Regions from separate parts of the Sus scrofa genome. Here region 2 is linked to region 1. Evidence: chromatin contacts called from public Hi-C data. All regions are on one chromosome and are shown on one strand. Each heading gives the region's core, a stretch centred on a gene start, on an enhancer-like site or on the middle of the called end of the contact. The rest is flanking DNA. Distances are from core to core; before and after follow the strand shown. Region 1 overlaps PDLIM1 (PDZ and LIM domain 1). Region 2 overlaps SORBS1 (sorbin and SH3 domain-containing protein 1).

Region 1 (4,400 bases), core at 174-2,673:
AGAAACAAATCTGGCTAGTAACCATGAATTTGCAGGTTCAATCCCTGGCCTTGCTCAGTGGGTTAAGGATCTGATGTTGCTGTGAGCTGTGGTGTAGGTCACACGATGTGGCTCAGATCCTGAGTTGCTCTGGGGTGGCTGTAGCTCCAGTTTGACCCCTAGCCTGGGAACCTCCACGTGTCATGGGTGTGACCCTAAAAAAAAAGAACATTTGAACTTTAATTTTTTTTTTCTAAATTTGGGATATTTTAATTGTTATGGTGTACTGAGCTATAATCAAGAGATAGCATATAGCTACTTACCTTTTACACATAAAACAAACTTGTGTGAAAGTGAACTCACTGGGTGAATTAATGTGGGTGATTTGAATGATTGTATATAAGTGATCTTCTTTCAGTTGGCTTTCATTAAAATGTCAGAAATGAAGTCACACAAAATTTTTCCCATTAATATAATAAAAATCCTACCTAAGAATCCTAAGACTCACTTTAAGGATCATTTTGCATCAGCCATTTCAAAACTGACTTGACTGTATTATTCTGTACAGTTCCTCTAAGGAAAGTTCATAAATATGGCATTCAATCTATAAATTGGCCTTTGTGCAACCTGATTTAAAACATGCCACAGTCAATTCCAATTTCCCAGGGAGTTTTCAATCACTTCATTAAATTTATTATAAATGTTAAGTTTTTTGTTTTTTTTTTGTCTTTTTGCTATTTCTTTGGGCCGCACCCGCGGCATATGGAGGTTCCCAGGCTAGGGGTCTAATGGGAGCTGTCGCTGCCAGCCTACACCAGAGCCACAGCAACGGGGGTTCCAAGCCGTGTCTGCGACCTACACCACAGCTCACAGCAACGCCAGATCCTTAACCCACTGAGCAAGGGCAGGGACTGAACCTGCAACCTCATGGTTCCTAGTCGGATTCATTAACCACTGTGCCACGACGGGAATTCCCATTATAAATGTTAAGTTTTAATGTGTTAAGTGCTCATATGTTTTATGACTTGTAAGGAATGATTTTTGTTTTAATGTGGTCTCTAAAAAGTTTTCACTTCAGTAAGGCAATACTTACCTTACTTTGTCTATGTATTATACTTGAACTTTCATCTTAAACATATAATCTGAGTACCTATATTAATATTTTGAAGGCTGTTTCCTTCAGATTAAAAAAAAAAAAATCTCAAACACTAACGGCTAACTTAACTATAGTTTTCTTTTGATTCTTAGTAATTCTTTGTTCCTATGAAAAACTTCCCACCTCTCATTTTTCCAAAATCTTCAACTTCCAGTCATTCTAAAATAGAGGAATGAGTAAGAGCAGAGTTCATCTATAATTAAAGGATCTGTTCCTTCATGTAAGGCCAGCCAACACCCCAGCTTATCTGAGGTCAGTGTAGTTACACACCTAGTTTATATTTCCTCATTATTGAGTTTCCTTGGAGACTGATAAATACAAAGCCCAAACAATTACATCATCCCTTCCAAAAGGCAGGCCCTGAGTTAACTGCCTGATTTCTGGACAGACTGGTATTCACATGGAATTAGAGATACCCCTTTTATGTACAAAACATATACATTCTTGGGAGATTCTCTATAAAAGTGAAGATCAGAATTTCCAACCTGCATTTTCTTTCTTTCTTTCTTTTCTTTCCTTTTTTTTTGCTTTTTTAGGGCCACACCCGTGGCATATGGAGGTTCCCAGGCTAGGGGTTGAATCAGAGCTATAGCTGCCGGCCTACGCCACAGCCATAGCAACACGGAATCCGAGCCATGTATGTGACCTACACCCCAACTCAGGGCAATGCCGGATCCTAATCTGCTGAGCGAGGCCAGGGATCGAACCCTCAACCTCATGGTTCCTAGTCCAACCTGCATTTTCTATTAACTTCCATTCTAACTGAAAATGAAGGGGATGGCACTCGTTGAATGCCTGCTGTGTGCCAGGCACTGTGCAGTGGCGAAGAGGGAAGTATAACTGGCCCAAAGCCGAACAGGAAGCGACAGGGAAAAAAATGAGCCAAGACAGAAACATAAGGGTTCTTCCCTGGTGCTCAGCCTCCTAAGTTGCTCCTAGGAATTGCTGTGGGGAAGGAGAGACGAGGAAAGAATTGTGATCCTGGCTGCCACTGTCATCTGTCCCACTGTGCTGCTGCATAGTAGTTATGGGGCCTGGGGTTCCAGGCCACCCCCTGAAAGTCTGCAGCTGTTCATAACCACTTATTATCCCTTGGGATAGTTATATTGTAAAACCTATTTAATCACTTTTTGATTACTGCTGAGGTTATTTTAACTAATTTTACTTCCCCTTTTGTGAACAAACTGTCCTAAGCTTTTGTTCCATGTGGACAAAATCATGTCAAGGTAATATAGTTAACCCTCAGTGTTTCCAACTTGTTGAAGAGGGAGCCTATCTGAATCCTTATAATCAAGTTTTCATGTTGTCTTTTAAGTCAGTGCACAGAGAATTAAGCTGGTGGTTTTCATCATTGTGTTTTCTAAGAAAGTATGAAAGAGAAAACAAAAAAAAAAAGGAAGAGCAACAGAGGACAGGAACTCTTTGGGGGGCAGTTGTTTGGGACCTGGGTATTACCAAAAAAAAAAAAAAAAGAAAAAAAAAAAAAAAAGAAAAGGTCAGTGTTCAGGAAGATTTCTGGGAAACCCAGAAAATAGGATGCACCTCAAGTTTAGGGGGCAGCACAGAGGATGCTCTTGCCTTGGAGCCAAGGGTAGATCCACAGTGGCTGAGCAGAGAACACCTTACTAACCAACTCATCAGAAAAGCCTTGATTAAAAAAAATAATAAAATGGGAACGTCAATTTAACAAGTTTTGAGGGGTGTTTATAAAGTAGCTCTGTGGTGATGTAATAATTATCCACCGACTCTAGGCAGTCCAGCTTGGAGGTAGAGGACACTTGCTCAAATTACACAAAGAGGGGAGTATAGGAGCCTCCCCTGGGCACTGCCCTGTAACAGGTATCCCTCAGCCTTCCATCTGATTAGCCTTGGCTTTCTCCCATTAAGAAACAACAGATCCATAATTCCCCTTAGCCCCCTCCTGCCAGAGGACAGAGGCTGCCTAGTCAGCAGCTGCCTCACTGGTGACACCACAGCCCTCTTATCTTACTTGTCTAAACCACTCTGTTCTGGGGAATTTATCTCCACCTTTTATCATCCTCTGCTTTGCACTGAAGGGATGCCGATTCCTCTCTTCCTGGTTCTTAATCCCTCTGGAATGTGCCCTGAAAGGGCGTTTTAGCTCTGACTTGCATCCTGACAGGCCAGGGCATCAAGGGGTATCCTGCCCAGGGGTACCCAGCGGGAGATCAGGCTCTTCTGGGCCTCAGAAAAGAATGAGAAGGCAGAGCTGGTGGGTGAACCCGAATGTGCCCGACTTGTGCAACATCCTGGGTCTTGCCCTGTGTCTGGCGGGTTGGTCAGAGCCCTTCTGCTAGAGTTGGGCCTTGAGCCAGGGCCAGTGATGGCCCATTGAAACACTTCTCCCTCTGGCACTCAGCTTGCAGCGTTCCTGGAGAGCTGCACGTCAGACTCCCCCTTGATTTTTCTTCTGATCTCTGCCTGCAGGAGGTCTTACATATAGGAAGCGCCCACAACCGGAGTGCCATGCCCTTTACCGCCTCACCTGCCTCCAGCGCTTCCCCCAGGATCATCACAAACCAGTACAACAACCCAGCTGGCCTCTACTCTTCTGAAAACATCTCCAGCTTCAACAGTGCCTTGGAGTCAAAGACGGCAGCCAGTGGGCAAGAGACGAATGGCAGAGCGTAAGTAGGCCCAGGCATTCTGCTCTGGCCAGTCCTGGACAGGCTCATTCAGGCAGCGGGGAGAAGGTTCAGCCACTAGCCCAGGGAGAAAGATGTCTACTTTAGCACAGTTCTTTCTGTGTCCATTTTCCTCATGTCCAAAAAGGGGCCAATACCACCTTCCTTGTAGGGTGGTTGTAAAATAAGAAGTAACCTGTAAAATGCCTAGTGCTGTGTTTGGCTACACCGCAGCCACAGCCACACCAGATCTGAGCCGCATCTGCGGCCTACACCACAGTTTGTGGCAATGCCAGATCCTTGACCCGCTAAGTGAGGCCAGGGACCGAACCCACATCCTCATGGATACTAGTGGAGTTCATGACCCTTGAGCCACAACGGGAATTCCTGGGACAAGTACTTCTGGATGAAGTTTTGATGAGGCAGAATTTGCTTTTTTCCCCCTTGGGGTGGCCCAGTAGAAATCATATAAAGAAGTCCACGAGGATAAAAACGTCTGTCCATCGGAAGAGGTTCAGATTTTGGGCGGAGACAGAGGTGGCCTTGCCCAGGGGAGAGGAGGGGCTGCAGGTGGACCGATCTAAGGAAGCATCTTGCTCAGGACTGGGGAGGCCTGTTCC
Region 2 (4,746 bases), core at 1,137-3,636, 140 kb before region 1:
CTTTTGTTAAGAGACGCCTCAACTAATTGGACAAAAGCAAATACAGGCAAAAGGCCCAAGTGTTCAGAATTATCAACCAAGTTCTTGGATTTTGTTGGGTGTTATTTTGGCCAAGAAGGTTTAGGACAATTGGCCGAGAAAGAAAATCTCTACCGCTGGTGTTGTCAAATATTTACTGAACTTCCCCCAAGAGAGAGGCACTGTTTGCTGACTGGCATCCAGACTTGGTTTTTAAGAGCTCCTATCGTTGGCGTGACAGATCCTCAGAGAACTTCTGCACTAAAGAGAATCTTTAAAGGTCATCTACTCCAGTGACTCGTAACTTTTTCTGGACCCTGGAACCTTGGAGAATCTGAGGTTAGCGGAGGACTCTAGGCCAGTACTTTGGGAAGGAGGGTGGCACGCACACAGTTTTGCATAATGTTTTAAAAGATTCACACTTGAGTCATTCCAAGAGCACTTAGAGAAAGGAGGGGAAAAAGAGAGACCCTCTCAGCCGATGACCGGAAGATGGGCTTTGGTGACTTCAGAGGGAGCATCCCTTACTGCCCGGAAGCTAGGTTAGTTCCCAGAAAGATAAGAACAAAGGCATAGACCCGCTTTGAGCGTGGAAATCAGAAATAGAAGGGAAAGTCTGAGATGCAACTTACAAGAACAGAAAGGAAATTAAAAATGTTAAAATACCCACCTAAAATGGAGAAATGTTTTCCTTTGACTGACTCAGAAAGGAAATCTCTAAATATATACGGAGGGTATTCAACAATGCACGGGACGGGGAGAGACAGTGCGGCTGCAGTTCTCACAAAAAATAACCAGCAGGTGTGCGCTCAACACTGAAGCATAGACCTGAGGTTGCCGGAACCACCCTGACAGAGGGGTCGCGAGCAATGGGGGATTGCTGTAGAAACCCTCATGCCAGTCGCCCTTACCTGGCGATTTAAGGTGGCCTCTTAATGGGCACATCCCTGCAGCCATTCTGATGTCTCCTTCTGGCAGGGCACAACCTGGAAGGTCAGGGTGTGGCCGAAGGCGGGGGACTTGGAGTTGAGAGGCTGGGGTTCAAATCCTAACTCTCCAATTCCCATCTCAGACATGTTGGGCCTTGGTTTGGTAAGATGAGGTAAATATGGACCACCTTGGTGAGTTATGAGGATTAAATGAGGCGTCATGGAGATTCACAGACCTAGCACAGAGCGTGTAGTTGGCACTCAGTGAATACTTGTGTGATACTGGGGTAACAGGGGGAAGAAGTTTACCCTCCTTTCCCCATTCCACCTAAGAGAGGAAGACGGGGCTGGAGGAGAGAAGAAAGTAGAAGATGGAAGACTCCTTTTTCTTTGGTTCCACAAATCCAGAATTTAGAAAATCTAGCATTTATACTCTGAATTAGTGTTTCTCCTTATGCTTCCTCACCTCAAGGACAAAGGTGTCCTCTAAGAAAGCTTCCAGTTTCTTCATTCTTGGATACACATTTGTCTGATTGTTTTAGGAAAGAAACAGACCCCACCACAGACCATGAGAAGGCTGGGGTTTAAGCTTAGTGCTGTCTGAGTTCCCACCATAGTGCAGTGGGTTTAGTATTTGAATATAACAGCTCAGTTGCTACAGAGCTGCAGGTTTGATCCCTGGCCCCTCGCAGTGGGTTAAAGGATTCAGCATTGCCGCAGCTACAGTGTAGGTTGGCAGGCGTGGCTCGGATTTAATGCCTGGTCTGGAAACTTCCATATGCCACAAGTATGACTATTGGAAAAAAAGGTTTAATGCTGTCATCAGATTCAAATTACAACAGAGCTGACGTATTGTCTGTGAACTGATCTGCCAGCAGATTAAGTCTGGATAGTAAGCAGTTGAACTAATATGTAAGGTGGGATCTTTTTCTTAATAAACCCAAGGGGAAAACTCAGTGGAATCAGCCTATTTTGCAGGACCCGCGGAGATTTCTAGAGCCGAAACCCAGGAGCCTGAAGCATTCAGGTCTTCTGACTCCTCTGACCCAGTTTGTCCGGGGTCTTCCAGGAGCTGCAGCTTCTCTTCTACTTCTGGAGTCACCCCTCACCTCCCAATGGCCAGACTGGAGGCTACAGTCCAAAGCCACCTTCCTCCAGGGTCTCCAGTGGGCAGCCCGTGCAGCGCCAGCCCCCTTGATCCGGGTCAGCCCTGCCCCCATCTTCAGTTCATAGGACATGCACACTCTAATCGCTGTGTTAGAACTCGAGAGCCAAACAGGATGTTTATGTAAATCGTGTCCAAGCTGCGTATTTTCCTAAGAACTTGAAATCCAAAGAAGCGAAGCATGTTGCTCAAAAGACACTAAAGGAGTGAGAGAGCCTGGCCTGGAACCCAGTTTCCTCCCTCCCAAGTCCAATTGTCCCTTGAGCGACCAGTGTGAGTCACACCAGAGAGGATGAGAAGATTTGGGGTGGGAGATGGGCAGAAGAGCCGTTTCAGAGCCAGTCAGGCCAGCAGAGACGCGCGATGCTGCTAGAGGGGCTCAGGGCCCCGCAGAGCGGGTGTTCCTGTGTCCACAGCTCCAGGACGTCCTGCTGGACTCAGGCCTGGGGACATTTTATTTTGGGCGCCCAGGCTTTGGCACCCACCCAGACCTGGAGGAGGATGCTTGGTAAGTCAGAGTAGCACCAGGTGTTTTGTGGCTCCAGAGGGATTAACAGCCCCAGGGAGAGCCCCCGGGGCAGATTTCTGAGGGACTTCGGTGAACTGGAGGGAGAAGAGCAACAGAGCAAGGACACAGGCAGGGTTGCTCATTCAGAAGAATGAAACAAGAGCTCCGGGCCAAGAGGCCGACTTGGGCATGTGTGTGCAAATATGGAAGTAAAGTGGTTTCTGGAGCAGCAACTATCACATGCTTATTGTTGATGGGGGGGGCAGTGCAGCGCGAGGGCTGTGTGTGTGTTGGGCTGGCGGCTGTTTTTCTAAACATGTGAAAAGCTGGAATGTATTTCCGAGAGTCCGAAATGTACTTAGCATGAGATAATACTCCTTTTATCCCTAACCCCGACTGGGGCTCTGGTTAGAACTCTGTCTGCTTTTTTTAAGAGGTGGGGAGGGTTTAGAGCAGCACTGCCTGCAGGACTATAATGTGAGTTGAGGACATAATTTAAAATTTTCTGGTATTAAAATGGAACAAGTGAAACTCATTTTAGTAACATATTTGATTTAATCCAACATATTTAAAACAGTGTCACCTTAACATATAATCAGTATAATCATCGAGATATTTTCTGTTATTTTCCATTGGCCCCATTGCAAGTGTTAAGTAGATGCATGTGGCTACTGGCTACCATACTGGACAGCATAGGTTCAGAGGAAGAGAAATAGAAAGACGTACATGGTTAGCAAATGAGACCAGGGAAAGAAAACATACACTTAGAAGAAAAAAAAAGAAAATCTGAAGGTAAACAGCCTTTTAATGAAGGGCAAGTCCCTGTGATAGATACCAGTGGTTTCCATCTCCACCCAGAGTCCATGTGCCATACCCATCCCCCAAGCCCTGTGTGCGTGCACACGTACACACACACACCCTGCCCTCCCAAAAAAACCTAGTTTACATTTTAGCTTTATGAGATGTTTGGTTTAAATCTAAGGGATACATTTCAAATAGGGAGAAATTGAAACTTAGCTAACAGGATAAATATTTAACTTGCCTTCCTTTATTCCACAAACATTAAGTAAGGAAGCAAGTTACCTCTCAGGGATGAGTTCAGTTTGTACTAGATATTAAGTTTTTGTGATGTAAAGGCTGCCATGACATGTATCCTCTGGCTTGCATGTGACCTGAGACCAGGGACAGTATGAGCTGGCTCAGGCTCCTTTTTCAATACTGTGGCTCCCTGAGTTAATGAATGGATGATACTCATTCCGCACACTGGACCTTTTACATGAAGAAAGAGGATGCAAGAAAAAAGTTACAGATCCTGTTTGCAGAAGAGGCAGGAGCTGGGTGTTGGTATCACCCTCACCCCAGCTGTCCCATCGTGAGCCAAGAGGGCGATGGTATATGGTGATTAGACCCTGAGAGCTTCAGTACTCCATGGCTTTGCCACCTTGTGCAAATCTTCAGACTTCTCAAGCCTTAAAATTTCCATTTCTGCCCTCCCCAAGTAAAGGGTGAATATAAATTTCAGGTGAGGTAATGGACCTCTATATGTGCTTTGAAAGCAACTAAAAAAAAAAAGTTCCTGTCGTGGCTCAGTGGAAACGAATCCGACTAGGAACCATGAGTTTGTGGGTTCGATCCCTGGCCTACATCAGTGGGTAAAGATCAGGCATTGCTGTGAGCTCTGGCGTGGGTCACAGACAGGGCTCAGATCTGGCATTGCTGTGGCTTTGGCATAGGCCAGCAGCAACAGCTCTGATTAGACCCTTAGCCTGGTAATCTCCATATGCTGTGGGTGTGGCCCTCAAAAGACAAAAAAAAAAAAAAAAAAAAAGATGCTTTACAGGAGTTCCTGTTGTGGCTCAGCGGTTAATGAACCCAACTAGCACGCATGAGGATGCAGGTTCGATCCCTGGCCTCACTCAGTGGGTTAAGGATCCAGCATTGCCATGAGCTGTGGTGTAGGTCGCAGATGCGGCTTGGATCCCGCATTGCTAGTGGCTGTGGCCGTGGTGTAGGCCGGCAGCTACAGCTCCGATTGGACCCCTAAGCCTGGGAACTCCATGCCTGACTCCAGGGTTTCTGTGGGACTCACTGACAGTAATGTCAGTGAGCACATTTAATAATGTGGG

What was found. Hi-C and Micro-C count contacts between places; a contact is called where the count stands out from the background.
Region 2: a contact with region 1 is called in a Hi-C map of liver, with 2.9 times the contacts expected there. The contact joins two enhancer-like sites. A contact is called at or near these places in 1 of 47 Hi-C or Micro-C datasets (liver) and 1 of 2 datasets of contacts at active chromatin or transcription factors (skeletal muscle).

What each region holds. Positions count from the first base shown.
Region 1 is chr14:106,767,529-106,771,928 of Sscrofa11.1, reverse strand. PDLIM1 (PDZ and LIM domain 1) reads left to right here. Exons shown (of 7, transcript NM_001315778.1): 4 at 3,584-3,783. Among named protein-coding and RNA genes, the nearest start is that of PDLIM1, 24 kb to the left of the region's middle. Within about 2 kb of position 1,423, at least 25 of the 83 cell types and tissues checked have an H3K27ac peak or open chromatin away from gene starts, as enhancers often do. A contact at or near this core is called in liver, where this site is marked.
Region 2 is chr14:106,907,316-106,912,061 of Sscrofa11.1, reverse strand. The region is part of intron 24 of SORBS1 (sorbin and SH3 domain-containing protein 1); the gene reads left to right. Among named protein-coding and RNA genes, the nearest start is that of PDLIM1, 120 kb to the right of the region's middle. Within about 2 kb of position 2,386, at least 34 of the 83 cell types and tissues checked have an H3K27ac peak or open chromatin away from gene starts, as enhancers often do. A contact at or near this core is called in liver, where this site is marked.